2 separate regions of the Columba livia genome follow, and region 2 is linked to region 1. Evidence: chromatin contacts called from public Hi-C data. All regions are on one chromosome and are shown on one strand. Each heading gives the region's core, a stretch centred on a gene start, on an enhancer-like site or on the middle of the called end of the contact. The rest is flanking DNA. Distances are from core to core; before and after follow the strand shown.

Region 1 (4,431 bases), core at 627-3,126:
ACAATCTCTGACTAATACAATTACTTTTGATTGTGCTGAGTTTTCAAGCCCATGCCTATACTGGCCAGGCTTCGGTTCAAAGTGCAACGCTGTATGGATTGGCTGTGGGTCACCCGTGTGATCCAACACGCCTTTTGGAGTCTGGCTAACCTCTCCTTTGCTGGGAACAAAAATCAATTGCAAAAAATCGCTTTGCTCTGCACATATTATGAAACACAGCTTTGCAAAATGCGTCCTCTGTGCAGTGCGTTTCTAGGAGAGCTGTAGCCTTATGTAAAAATACACTACCTCAAGATAAATACAAATGTAACTAATGCATTTGATTTGTCATATTCTGTTAACCAAGATAATAAATTTTTACCTGTTCCATAGCCCTACACCATGGGGAGGGGATGGGAGGACACAGGTATGTACCACCCGTCAAGAACTAGGAGGATGCTGAACGCAGTTGAAAAAGGCCTCCAAGGTCTGGGAGTCGACATGGCAAATGAAATTCCATGGGGTTTGTGTACTCTGCCTTATGAGGAAAGGCTGAGGGAGAGTCTCTTTAGCTTGGAGAAGGGGAGACTGAGGGGCAACCTCATTAATGTTACAAATATATAAAGGGTGAGTGTCAGGAGGATGGAGCCAGGCTCTTCTCGGTGACAACCAATGATAGGACAAGGGGTAATGGGTTCAAACTGGAACACAAGAGGTTCCACTTAAACATGAGAAGAAACTTCTTCTCAGTGAGGGTGGCAGAGCCTGGCCCAGGCTGCCCAGGGGTGTTGTGGAGTCTCCTTCTCTGCAGACATTCCAACGCGCCTGGACACCTTCCTGTGTAACCTCATCTGGGTGTTCAGGCTCCATAGAGGGGATTGCACTGGATGAGCTTTCCAGGTCCCTTCCAATCCCTGACATTCTGTGATTCTGTGATACTCAAAATGCCATTCCTTGTTATTTCGCAGTGTGGTGCACGGAGCACCAACAGCACTGCGTGTAAATACTCTCGTTAGTACCTCTACAATGCCATGAAGAGTATGATGGATATATGTGCTGCAGTGGCTTTAAACTTGGGGTTTCTCTCTGAAAAAAAGGCTTAAAAATAGCATTGCCACATTCAGAACTAAACTTCCCATTAGCAAACCCCCTCAAGTATTTATTTAAATTGTAGAGGTGGGTTTGAAGCGAAGTCAGTAGAAAAACAGTCAACATCCCAGGGTATCAAGTGATTGATGGGGAACTACATCCTTCTACAGTGCATGAGAAGAGCATTGGAAATGCAGGGCAAACACTTCCAGCAGTGACTATAACCAGAATCTTATCAGAATACCCTGCCTGTGCCCTCACACGCATCTGCTGGCAAGCTCTTGCCTAGGATGTTAAGCCAGTTCTTATAAACCAAGTTTAAAATGCATGGGGCTAGGGCCCTTAATAACTATAATTAATAAACGAGCACTCTTCAATTTTTACATAACAACTGATGGTCATCAGGCTGACGTAACTACTGTTATAACTCGTGATTCTGTCTGTTTAACTATAGATTTGCCATGGCAGTTAATTAAAATCCCAGACAAACGAGGATGCCTTGCAGCACAATGGACAGGGAGCCAGAAACACCCAGCACCTAAACCCAGTGTTCCCAGTGACTCACTGCATGACCTTGGGCAACACATTAACACATCTTTTCTTTCCCTCCTCCCTCCTTTTTGCATTTGATGAAGCCTCGGGGCCCTGCTGGGATCTGTGTTTACTCAATAAAACAAATCTGCAAGCGGGCATTCTGCAAGTACACAGAAATAGGACTAAACATGCAAAACCATAAGTGGCACATGACTCACTGTTTACACCCAGCCAGAGAGGGAGCCATTAATTAGTGTTAATATTTTAAGCCTTTCTCATCCCAAAGGGCTTCAGACATTTCTATACATGGATTTGACTCAAACCTTAGATAAACATAACTCCCACAAAATGGAGAGCCGCACACCACCACAAGGAATGGCTTCACCCAAAGATAAGACACAGCGATCGTGGCACGAGACATTAGGACAAGTCTAGAACAGCACCATCAGCCAGGAGCCAGATGTTCACCTGAGGTACATTAGCAACATAGCTCCAGTCAGGTAAAATAAGCAGAGCTTTGACAAATCAGCTCTGGAGCTAAAAGAGGAGGCAGCACATCACCACCACCAGAGGAATAAAAACCAATAGACTAATGGTCATAACCAGTAGGTGTTTCAGCTGGACCTTTTTTATCCATTAAATAAGTGAATCTGCCTGTATGTCGGCACAGAAAGCAAGTAAATCCCTTCTCTGCTCTGTAATCCCATTCATTTGTGGAAGGAAGACCATCAATCTGCAGGAAGGAGTTCAATAAACCAACGAAGAGGAGACAAATGTTGGGAGTTCAGTTTGTGTTACATGGTGACAAATTTCCTTCATGCTTTTTATTTTTAGGTGGAAAAGAAACACATGTTTGTATGGTACGCTAATTCAGCTGTAAGTAACTTTGGCAAAATGTGTAACTTCCCTGGGAATCACATTTCTGTTCTCATTAATGGAACTATTTAACTCTCAGAATATGTTATGGCAGAACAAAAACTCAGGCCGTTAGCATATAAAAATGCAGTGTATCATCGACAATCTAGAAACTGCTTGACAATATGCCAAAGAAAATGGAAAACCCAAGTTAAATGCATTACAAGCCTCCAAAAGTATTTCATCTATAGTTAGAAAAACAACACTGAGTCTCATTATCTAAATATGGAGCATGGGAAGCTTGCAGAACAAAATAAAACAGCATGAAGCGTTGTTTTGCTGTGTCACCAGGATTTGAATTATCTGGCAAGACATCACTGTTCTCCTTTAAAATCAAATACTGTGGTGCTGGCAGACCCACCATGGAGGTGTGTGGACATTTTGCTTCCTGGGGAGCTGGACCAGCACATCATCCCCAGAGCAAGAGCTATGAGGAGCCAAAGATGGCAGGAAAACACTGCTGCCTAAACCCATGAGTAAACAGGAGTGAACAGCTGAGATTCTTACAAGCTATTTCATTTCTACAGGTCTTGAAGACTTCTGGAAGCAATATGTGGGTTTCCTCAGGCTCTCGAGGGGAAGCAATAATATCCAGCGACATATTTCAAAGTAAAAGAGCATTTTAGAAAAGTCATATCTGGCATTCAAGGAGTTTGTTGTTTTTTTTTTCAAAATGCAGGCTATTAAAATATTGATACATAAACAGGAAAGTTTGCTTTCCCGCTTCCTCCAGTTTGTACACACAAGGGGAAAAAAGCAAATCCCCTCCAACCGCAAAGATACAGACACTGCATTGCCTCACGAAACCACCAAAGGATGACGGCAGAAGATCTTGTTGATTTACAAGTGTCAAACTAAGTGGTTATTAGGAAGATGCAGGAAAAATCGTAAGCAAAAGGGCTGAAATACCACCACAAATTAGAGACTGGTCATAAACCCACTACAGCTGTATCACTGAGATGCCAAATCCTGCCTGGGATACAGAAGCCAGTAACTGGTCACATCGAGGAACCCTGGCATGTTTTCCATGACACAGGCGCTATTTCAGAGTCAGTGACGTGTTTCATGGCTGATTTTTAAGCATATATATATATATATATATATATGTATATATTCCTCAGTATGAAGCCATTCACTGTTCTCACCCCTTCTGTACTCGCTGCCAAACCACAGGGACCTGCTCAGAGATAATTTCTGCAGGGTAGATGCTGATTTCCAGGGGTGACCCTTTGTCTCCAGGCAAAAGCCACCTCCGCCTTCCCCTATTTTGGTTTAGGACACAAGGCTCTTTTATAACTCTGTCCGCAATTAACCTTGTCATTGTCCATTAAACCACCCTAAAATTGTCTTCCCACCTCCTGGTGCTTACAGTTTGCTTCAGCTGTGTCACACATTCTCATTTAACCAGGTAGTTATTGGTCTGGAGATAAATTTCACAATCAAGCTCTGCCACCTCAAAAAGCACCTGCTCGCTTTGGAAGGTCGTGCAATATTGTTGATGGATTATTAGGCTCACTGCAATTTCACATATGCAGGATGGATTATTTTCACAGCCTCTACCTATGCTACCAAAGATCAACTTTTTCGAGGGAAGTTTATAATTTTTACATGTTCACATCCAAATTGTCCGCAACCGTGCTCTTTCTTTCTAGTATTGCCATCTCTTCAAAGCTGTTTGCATTTGGAAGGATAGTTATATTGCATTCGTGTTTACCACTATTTACTCCAATCTTATTTCCCACTTTCAATGCTTCAGCAAAATGTTGTGTCTCGCCACAGACACAAGAAATACATTTTATTTCATAAAATGAAAATAAAAAAATCAGCATATTTTAGGGCTGGAAAAACAACTCCAAAATTTCTGTTCCTCGTTGACTGCAGGATGTTTTTCCCCTGGAGAAGAATTTAATCAGG
Region 2 (4,431 bases), core at 640-3,139, 89 kb after region 1:
GCTGCTCACCTCAGTCCGGTGGTGTTGGAGGAAGAAGAGGAAGGGAAGAAAATAAACTATTTTAAAGCTAGTGATTTTTTAAAAAATCACACCGATTTGAATTAAAAAATAACGTCTTTATTAATGTATTTCTTGAAGTTGATGTTACAACAAACCCTGTGAGGTGGAGTCTTCCATTCCATGCAAGCAAAATTATTGAAAGGGAATGACAAATGCATTGACAGACTGGCTAGAAAAAGTAATTTCAGTCTATGTTCCTGCACCACATCCCCCTGTACGACATGTAATGCCAGCGATTTTGCCTTTTGTATTCATCAACACGCTTTCCTAAGTCTGTAGTTGGTTCACTTTGATTATTTTGTTGTTGGTGTGAGAATGTAGGGCCTGATTTACAAACCCATGTAAGCTCTGATAGATGGATGAGACTGGGTGAGATTTAAGACTGAGGTTGATTTAAGACTCTTTCCATTCTTACAGCAGCAGCTTCTCTCTCTGTCTCTGACATTAACAAATCAACACAATTACAGGCAAGACAAGAAGAAGCAGCTGAATGCTAGCAGGACACCAAGCAGTAAATAATTAAAGCAATTAGCTAGAGGAGGAAAAAAGTCAAAAATTGTTTCATTGTAAAAGTTGTACTTTTCATCTGGTGACACCCAGATCTGGTGGAGATCTGTGAAAACTCACTCAGGACTTGTTTTTGGAGTTAAGTGCAGGTGTTGTCAAAGACTTCAAGAAAAGCTATGAATAATACAGAGCTAAATTTTTGTTGAGTAATTATTAATAGAAAACATGCAATTCAAGATAAATAAGTCTCTCAGGTGGCAAAACACAGTAGAGATCACGGTAACGCTGAAGTTATCAATCCACAGGGCTTAGATGGTGCTCAGCGAAAAACTAAATGTACATTCCCTGCTATTCCCCCAGATAGTTGTGTGTGGAGTAAATCAACAACCGCAGAAGGCAAGAGAAAAATGCCTCTGTTTCTGATGCAATTTCCCATATGTTTTCAATGAAATTTTTCCATATACTGCCTTTTGCTGCTGCACTTTAAATTGATCTAAATGTTCAGACTGCAAATAAAATATAAATAAATATGGGTCGGCTGGACGCTGCCACTGTCGCAGCTTTGGGAGGAAACAAAAGATTAATCATTAATGAAAGATCAACTGTGCATTCGTGGGTGCTGGAAACACAGGTACTATTTTGCAAAGGGATAATTACAAATCAGAAATGAGCTGTAACTCCATTGTATCTCCTCCCCCACGTTGTTAAAGGTCACGATTGGCTGGGCCCTATTGTAGCTCAGCTCAGAGAGTGGTAAAGGAACTCAGCAGTTGTTTCTCCCACAAAGAAACACACAAAAAAAGAAAGAAATAAAAGAAAAAAAAGAACAATTGTGTACCACTTCCATTTTCTGAAGAGGAAATGGTGATTTGTCTCAGCTGCGTGATTGTCTGGGAATTCAGCCTTTGGACACAAAGGAGTTAAACAACAAATTCATCTTAAGTCTGGAAGAAAACATGTTGTTCGAATTGCTTCTTTCCAGGGTAAATAAGCACTAATGCTTCACGACACCTTTTCTCTTTGAGGTGCACAGTGTCTCTGGCTTGGCTGGGTTTTGCTGAATCCCACCTCAGGTCGGACACAATTTAAGGGCCACACCTGGAAGATGCAGCCGTGCTGGAAAATCTCAGCCTCAGGAAAACAAGGAATGCACTGAAAGGCTGTGACATTCAGCCTGCTGAGCAGACGTGAATTCTGAGGCACAAATTCATTGCATTATGTGGGCTAGCCCGTCCAGTAAGTCGTGGTGGAAACCCAGACGAGTATCCAGCAAATGGATTTTTCACTATGACCTTTTAAAATATTGCAACGGCAAAAGTCTCACTGGAAAAGCCCCAGATCCTCTTTCTCTTCTGTTCTGAACCAGCACCGCCAAACCACGCTGCTAAATTTCACTCCAGGTCTCACATCCAAACACAAACCTGTTCTGTCTCCTCAGCACGGAATTCTATGTGACAGCTGTGCTTTTGATGAGTCTTTCCCATGTTTACTCTTTTCAACCCAGAACGTGCACTCTCGTGCCTCTGGCAGCAGGAACTGATACATCTCCCTCTGGACAACATCACAACCAGACATAGGGGAAGTTATACACAAATGTACACAGTAAAGTATGAAAATGAGTTAAGAATACCCCAAAAGGGCAATTTTTAAGCCTTAGAGCAGTCTCACGTAAATCAGCCCCATGAAGAGCAGTACTTTTCCATCTTCATACGTGACACCCGCCTGTTTCCCTGCAGAGGATGAACCTGTTCCAGGCATAAATCAGGCTTTTTTAGGAAAAGAGGCTGGGTTGTCTGTAACACCTGGTGCCTTAATCGATTCCCCACATAGTCACCAAGTATTTATGGTTTATTTTCTGAAGACTTCTGACTCAGAGTTGTCAATAACCTGTTGCAACCAGGGTCCAATAACATTGTATATCAAAGAGACAAAATGCTACATACCTCAAAGTCCTCTGAAAGAGCCCCAAGTCCAAGGCAGCAGCTGAGCAGAGAGGTTGGACACTTCTGATGTTCATTCACCTCTGTCCTTCTTCCCTCAGGGGGTAATTCAGAGGAGGTGAATCTTCACACTGCAAATTGGTATGAAAATACATTATTAATAAACATCTGTGATGTTCACTGGGCAAGACTGAGATGAGAACCCTCATAAACCTGATGGTGACATTGTCATGATTTCCGAAAAGTGTTTAAACAGCATATTGCAAGATGGAGTAGGGAACAAGAAGATGACAGAACATGCAGACACCTCATTTCTGGACACTTTTCCACTTTGCAACGGGGACGTGATGACAAAAATTGGTTCCTCAGTTTTTTATTATAAGTTTTTATTATAATGCTTATGCAAAAGGGCCCTGGATTAAGACGGCATAGGAAGTTTTAATCATGTAATTTCAGTGTTTTTGTGGACCTGATGTTGCCAGTCTCGTAGAATTATTTGTAATGTGCATCCTGCACCTACAGAGCATTTTCTTGTAGCTAACTGTTGGCTTTACAAAGAAAACTGTGTGAAAAGTCTGTATTTTTCACTGCATTAACAATGAACAAAGCCTCAGCTCACAGTAGCAACGTATATACCATTCTACACAGTGTTCGTGTTCTGAAAAGGAAGAGGAACAGGGTCAGGCTCCTTCAGAAATGAGACAGAAATGCCATTGAGATCTCATTTCCTGTGCAGGACCTTGCAAGAGCTTCGGTCGCTGCCGTCCTACGTTGGGTTTTGAGTAGTGTCATGGCTTGTAAGATCTGCTACATCTTCCCGAAATCACTCATTCAAGATGAAAAAGACTAAAAATGAGCTTGCTTTTAATTTAAAGAACCCTTTGAATGGGGAGCAGAGATCTCCTCATCTCTAGACCTGATGAGGAAAGGGAGAGAACACTCAGGACAGTAATTAAGAGATCATCCCTGGTGTGTCCAGTGATGGTCAACAGCACCACATACAAACAATTGGACATCAGGTCCTTCTGAAGTAATTATTTAAAGTAGTCATAGCCAAGCAGCAATGGGAAGATGTTAGATGCTGTTTGCATGCTGGTTGTACATGCTGCCATTCAGAATAATTAATCATGCTCCAAAAACACTGGGCTGGCTTAAAACGTTGTTTGTAAATTACAGCTTGGGAACTCTTCTTGTTTCACTATAGTTTTGCGCGGTTTGAGATATTTTAGGGTGATACATGCTGATTTAGCTGCATTCAGGGTGTGGGGCTTTTCAATTCACTCTTCCTCACAACTAAAACCCATGGGACTTATAAAAATTGCAAGCTGGCAACACTGTGCATATATTGGGTGGGTTTTATGGGATAAGAGGTTGCTGATAGTTTTTATTTGCATGGACCATAAAAAGACAAGCTCAATGCCTTGAAATCTTATCACTACATGGTTGCAAGAATACTAGTGAAATCAGAAATGCCAGCCGCACTGCAAAAACCCATCTTCAAACCCAGAAGATATTCTGGGAGAATAAAACAGATAATGTTCACTTCAACCAAGAGAAATAATTCTGGATGATATCTTAGTTTATATATTTTTCTTAAATGTATTATGGCCTTTTCTGGGAAACTAATTTCCTCAGCTTCTCTTCTTCCTCCTCCCCTCCCACCTGAAGTGATGGCCACCACAAAAGAGACTTCTTGATCCCACATGTGTTCCATTTCCTGCAGTAAAAATTAAAATCATTGCCTTTTTCATAAACATCTGCCAAGGATGGAGATTCACTACTTAAGAACTTTCTGCAGCCGCTTTAGCTTGAAATGAATAAATCAGTAGGATTTGATGAGTTAGCCAGCATTTTCTAATTTGTTTCTACTGGCAAAAGTGCTGCAGTGAGTTACATCCAAACAAATCTGGTGGCAGCATCTGCT

The links. A called contact is a pair of places that touch in the nucleus more often than the background predicts.
Region 2: a Hi-C map of crop shows a contact between it and region 1, with 1.7 times the contacts expected there. The contact joins two enhancer-like sites. A contact is called at or near these places in 2 of 2 Hi-C or Micro-C datasets (crop and liver).

The regions. Positions count from the first base shown.
Region 1 is chr6:5,049,800-5,054,230 of bColLiv1.pat.W.v2, forward strand. All of the region lies in intron 3 of HTRA1 (HtrA serine peptidase 1), which reads right to left. Among named protein-coding and RNA genes, the nearest start is that of HTRA1, 22 kb to the right of the region's middle. Within about 2 kb of position 1,877, at least 1 of the 3 cell types and tissues checked has an H3K27ac peak away from gene starts, as active enhancers do.
Region 2 is chr6:5,138,947-5,143,377 of bColLiv1.pat.W.v2, forward strand. LOC110361041 (a long non-coding RNA gene) reads right to left here. Exons shown (of 3, transcript XR_010473663.1): 3 at 2,508-2,638. Among named protein-coding and RNA genes, the nearest start is that of PLEKHA1, 22 kb to the left of the region's middle. Within about 2 kb of position 1,890, at least 1 of the 3 cell types and tissues checked has an H3K27ac peak away from gene starts, as active enhancers do.